2 separate regions of the Macaca fascicularis genome follow, and region 2 is linked to region 1. A link is a contact called in public Hi-C data. All regions are on one chromosome and are shown on one strand. The core of a region is the stretch at or near the end of the contact, and the rest is flanking DNA. Distances in the headings are between cores, read along the strand shown.

What was found. Hi-C and Micro-C count contacts between places; a contact is called where the count stands out from the background.
Region 2: a Hi-C map of liver shows a contact between it and region 1, with 4 times the contacts expected there. The contact joins the promoter of LOC102129056 here to the promoter of YARS2 in region 1. A contact is called at or near these places in 2 of 2 Hi-C or Micro-C datasets (liver and skeletal muscle).

Annotation. Positions count from the first base shown.
Region 1 is chr11:35,353,109-35,355,896 of T2T-MFA8v1.1, reverse strand. YARS2 (tyrosyl-tRNA synthetase 2) reads left to right here and starts at 1,493. Exons shown (of 5, transcript XM_045365006.2): 1 at 1,493-2,294. The coding sequence starts at 1,516.
Region 2 is chr11:36,703,115-36,706,247 of T2T-MFA8v1.1, reverse strand. LOC102129056 (dol-P-Glc:Glc(2)Man(9)GlcNAc(2)-PP-Dol alpha-1,2-glucosyltransferase) reads right to left here and starts at 1,877. Exons shown (of 3, transcript XM_065524019.2): 1 at 1,568-1,877; 2 at 176-373. The coding sequence starts at 1,738.

The sequences.
Region 1 (2,788 bases), core at 244-2,743:
CACTCCAGTGTGGGCAACCGAGTGACACTTAAAAAAAAAAAAGACTGCAGATCAACAGGTTATGATTGCAAATTTTAAGATATTTTGAATAACATAAAAGAACACACTATTTTCTTATGCAGTTCGGAGTATGTTTAATAGTCTATTGAATGAGTATCTCAAAATCCTATTGAAGTTACTATCTGGCAATGAGAAACTAATTCACTGATAGTTATACATGCAAAGAAACTAATTATTAAAATAAGTTTTCATTTTGTTAGATGACTTTATAACGTTAAAAAATGGAAAAGTCCTGTAGGGAATGATTTGGAACATGGCCCAGACTCCAGCCCCAGGACCAAGGCACTCAATCCCCCAGCTGCTGGGAGTGTTGGTTGCTTATGGCTCACAGCTGGTTCCTTTCTGCACCTCTCCCTCTCCAAAAGCCTTACCCAGCAGCGTTTTGCTTCCTCCCCAGAAACATCCCACATTTAATGAGCAGTCAGTAAGAGGGTCTAAAGGTCTGCCCTGTGGCCTCAATTCAGGATGACTCTGAAAGGAAATCCCGGCTCCAGAGCCCCTACTGGATTGCCTGAGGCCTCTATTACAAATTGTTCACAGTTCAACCTCTTTCTCCCTCCGCCCAACCCGGCCTCCCTCACTCCATTATACGTGTTGTTCTTAAGAGCACACTCCAGTAACCCTCCTGCAAACCAGTCTCCCCCCAACTCAGAGTCCAGGGGTTTTGAAAGCGGTCCTAGAAATCAGGCTCTAACGTGGGATTTTGAAGCTAGATTACCTGCCAGCCAGTTGCCAGTAAGCACCTCATCCCTGGTGAGTATTCAGAGCACTTGTCAAGCTGCACGATGTGAATACTAATTTGAATCCACTCATGCTAAGCTGTGTCCCAACCTAGTTAACTGTATTTAAAATAAATAAATAAACCACAGGACTTGATACATGTACTTTATTGCACTGAGTTTTTCTTGCTATAGCTTGGACAAGACTGCCACCTCCTGGAAGAGCTGATGAATACTGGAGACTGAGGTGCAATTGGGGAATCGGTACTATGAAATTGCCTGCGTCTCAGCAGCAACTCTCTCTCCGAGATGTTAAACCAACTCCTAACCTTTCTCAACCTCTGTGAGCAGCTTTTTGCACGGAACCAAGACTTCAAAGAACTTGCGCATCACAATCTTTTTACGTGAAAATTTAAATACAAGTTAACATTTGTGAAGCGTTATGTGCCAAATGCTTTAATTCTTAAGGTTCACAACAGTCTTATGAGGTAGGAACTATCAAGCAGATCCACACTGCGAATGGGGAAATTAAGTTTCAGGGAACTTAAAGCGACGGCTCTAAGGCGGAATCGCCACTTGGAGTCGGAACTCAACTGCTGAGAGCGCAAGCTCCGTAACTACGTAACCGCCTTGGGCATGCGCAGAAAAACACTGACGTACCTTCCCTAGGCGCGGCAAGCAGGTGGGTGTGGCGGGGCCTCTGCAATCCCAGCATTCCCTTCGTGCCGCCATCAATATGGCGGCGCCCATCTTTCGGTCCTTTTCCTGGGGCCGCTGGTCTGGTACCCTAAATCTCTCAGTTTTCTTGCCCTTGGGGCTGCGTAAGGCCCACTCGGGCCCTCAGGGGTTACTGGCAGCGCAGAAGGCTCGAGGACTGTTCAAGGACTTCTTCCCGGAGACGGGGACGAAAATAGAACTCCCAGAGCTCTTCGACCGTGGCACGGCGAGTTTTCCCCAAACCATTTACTGTGGCTTCGACCCCACGGCAGACTCGCTTCATGTGGGCCATCTTCTTGCGCTGCTGGGCCTGTTTCATTTGCAGCGAGCGGGCCACAACGTGATCGCGCTGGTGGGAGGCGCCACGGCGCGCCTGGGAGACCCGAGCGGCCGTACCAAGGAACGCGAGGCGCTGGAGACAGAGCGCGTGCGAGCCAACGCGCGCGCCCTGCGCCTAGGGCTTGAGGCTCTGGCGGCTAATCACCAGCAGCTTTTCACTGATGGGCGCTCCTGGGGCAGCTTCACTGTGCTGGACAACTCGGCCTGGTACCAGAAGCAGCACCTGGTGGACTTTCTGGCGGCAGTTGGGGGTCACTTCCGCATGGGGACGCTGCTGAGCCGGCAGAGCGTGCAGCTGCGGCTCAAGAGCGCGGAAGGCATGAGCTTGGCCGAATTCTTTTACCAGGTGCTCCAGGCCTATGACTTCTATTACCTCTTCCAGCGTTATGGATGCAGGGTCCAGCTGGGCGGATCTGATCAACTAGGCAACATTATGTCCGGATATGAGTTCATCAACAAGTAAGTGCCTTTAGACCCTGGGGAAATCCTGGGACCAAATAATTTACACACTAGTAGCCTGTGATTTACTCTTAGGATTGTAGGTTGCTGCCCTTCGTTCCAGCTCTTGTTGGTTTTATCCCCATTAAGGCTCTATAATGGCGTTAATAACACTGGCTAATAAGAACTAAAGGGCTGAATTAAGGGTATTAAGAGTAAACGGTGTATTCTAAAAATTAGCTGGGCGTGGTGATGCACGCCTGTAATCCCAGCTCTTCTGGAGGCTGAGGCAGGAGAATGGCTTGAACTCGGGAGGCGAAGGTTAGCAGTGAGCCGAGATAGCGCCACAGCACTCCAGCCTGGGCAACAGAGGGAGACTCCATCTAAAAAAAAAAAAAAAAAGGAAACCGTGTATTCTAGAGCTCTGCAGGAAACAGACCACTAGTGAAGATTTGGTCGGCCTGTTTTGGTTCCCCTAAGTCGTCCTTTCTAATTAGAGAAACTGCTTTTGTGTG
Region 2 (3,133 bases), core at 628-3,127, 1.3 Mb before region 1:
ATGCAAATTTATTCTAAAATGGAGACGGAGGATTTATGTTTACCTTTACATAATATACAAAAATACAAAGTTACAAAGTGTTAAAGACATTTTTCACCAAATCTCATTAAACTAATTCATTGTAATTGTGGACCTGACTACACATAAACTTGTAATTAAATATTTTGAAACATACCTTGTTTCTGGGTTGTACCTTGCGGAAAAGCAAATATAGTAAATAGAAGTTGCCAACACTGAAGAGAAGATTAACAAATCTGAGCATCCCAATGGAGCAGACAACATGTTCGGACCATCCAAAGATCCAAATGGCAGGTTTGACCACTCCAACTGACACCAGGTACAAGCCAGGTAATGTAGTAATCATGGGATCCCACTTTAAAATGAAAGGAAATGAAGTAAAAGCAAGAGGTAATACGAACAAGACAGACACAAACATGTCAAGCCTACGTCTCATCTCTAGCAACAATCAGAAATGTTGAGAAGTTATTCTGACAAGATTAAGTAAGTCCTTGGCAAAACAGGATTCGTTTTTCTTATATTTTGCCCCCGGACCAGCTTAGTGATTGTTCAGATAGCAGCAACCAACAGAAAACAACAACTTAAAATCTATTTCTATTTTCCAAGAAATGTTCTTTAAAAAGTCTTTATTTTGGTAAATAAGCTGCAAATGCTCCAGTTTTTAAAAGCATGGAAACACTGGTTGGGACTCTAAGTTTAGGAAAACATTTGGTCCACAGGCTCCATGATGACAGCTAACATAAACGGAGACAGAAATTGTGCCAAACCCTCTGTATTAACGTTACAATATGCCTTATAGTAAAGATTACTGTTATTTTGCAGATAGGTAACCTGAATTTCTGAAACTCAGAACATCTCCAAGATCACAAAAGTAGTAAATCACAGCACCATGATTTAAGATCAGATCTTTCTCTAAAACAGACTTTATATTTCTAGCCAGTACCCTATATTGTGTCACCAGAAAAGCAGGCGATGTTTATTTTGATATTTATATGTACATACTTGCACAGTCAAATATATATTCAAAAATGATGTGACTGGACTGGTTGCCAGTTTATCCAGTTAACAGATAGTTCACTAAAAATACTCAGGGAAGGAATTTCTGATTATAAATGGTCACTTTTTGGTAGCTGAAGATCCCTCCAGTCCATACTATCCCACCCCTAAAATGTATAGTGAGGTGCTTGACAGGTGAGCTAAAGGTAAGTTTTCTGGTATTTCCAAGGAGCACCGCAATACCTTTACTCCCGAGACAAGGAAAGACAAAGTGGGATAGACATCGTCAGCTGCCAACAGGAGCGCTCAGTTCCCCATTAAGTATTCTCCCAGATCATTCCCTCCTGGGAGACAGATCTACTGTTTATTCATTCATTTAATAAATATTTCACAGATCTCAGAGACAGGAACAAAATTCTATACCCAGTTTCTTTCATGTTCTGGGGCTAGTGGGGTGGAACGGGACGAGTTAAGTCTAAGGATGGGAGAAGGAGCTGGGGACGCTGGGACCTCTCAGGCCTCTCCTGGGGTGGGGACAGGTTGGAGACCCCACCTGGGAAAGGGAGAAATGGCCCTCACAGTAGCGTTGCGCCTGAGGCAGGTGGAAGATCTCATCCATGTAGGGCTCTCGCAGCGCCCGGCTGAAGGCGGAGAAGAGGAGGCAAGACACTAAAAAGGTACAGCTCAAGGCAGCCGAGAAATAGTAACCCTCTAGCTGCGCCATTCCCGCTCCCACAGCCTCTGCCGAAGAACCCACTCCTGGAAACTTCTGAGCCCGGAAACCCGAGCTGGAAACTTGGGCTCGAAATGGGCGCGCTAGACGTGACTAGCCAGACGGGGCCACATACCGGAAGGCAAAGGATGCTGGGAAAGCGCGGATCCGGAAAGATCGGGTCGCTGTTTCCCGGAGTGACGGGTTTAGATAACGGACCGGATGATTACCCTGTCAATCACATTGCCCGGGCGCACAGAGTGTTAAAACTTCCGGAAAGGGCGGGTCTCGGAATTTGCCTAAGCGGGGGGTGCGTGACTTGCTGCTTTGGAAAAAAAAAAAAAAGCCGATTCTCAGCTTGGATCTTTTTTCCTGCTCATTTCCATCACTTACCAGAAGGTGGCGACGTTTCCCCACGTCTCCAATTCCAAGCCCTAAAATTTACACATTTTTCCCCCGTTACTTCTGTTCTTTTTATTAAACCCTCAATTCCACGACTTTTCATTCCATCAACTTTGGAGTGTAGGAAGGGGGCGTTGGTTGTGATAGCAAAGACTGAGACTTTCAGATGAAAACTTGAAGAACCAGAGACCCGTCAATGCCGAATGAACTTAAGTGAGAGGAGTGTTTGTTCGTTTGTTTGTTTAGGTTAAAAGAGAACTCTTTCAAAATGTGGATGCCCTCACAGGATTTAGTTAAACTGACATTCCTAAGGCACTCTCATAGCCATATCTCAGTACCCTGTGGGATTTGGGAAAAAAAAAAAAAAATATATATATATATATATATATATATTTAGAATTTGGGATGTTTTAGAATTCTCTGTGCCTGTAATATCTGTAAGGCAGTGTTCTGTTTTTCCTACTAAATCATAAGCGTGAACATCTTAGTGGGATTATACATCCTTTACGTTTGTAGTCCCCCAATGGCTTTCACACAGTAGGCACTTCAATTTGTGGACTTTTATAGGCTATATAGACATCATCAAATTCCTGTATTCTGGGATTAAGAGTTGGGAACAGGAGATGAGGTAAATAATTTGAAGAATGCCAAAGATAAATTATGTGTTGTAATTTTGTCTTGAGCATGGTTGGCCATGTTTTGCAGAAAAACTGTCTCTCAGGTAACCTCAGTCACGTTGCCTTTGGCAGGAATATATCAGAATTGAGTCAGGATTTAAGGTTGCTAACCTCAGAGTTCTCAATTGAGCTCTTTTTCTGGGTCAAAACTAATTCAGTCTTTCTGAACTTAAGAAAGTTTCTTAAATTAAGCTGACTGCCTTTCCATTCTGTCTCTGCCTGTTTCCTCAATGATAAGAGGAGGTAGTGGTGAATGAGGGCTAGGATGGGAACATTTACATTACTGGAATAAAATCATGTCAGGATCCTACTCTGATGTGATGCTTAG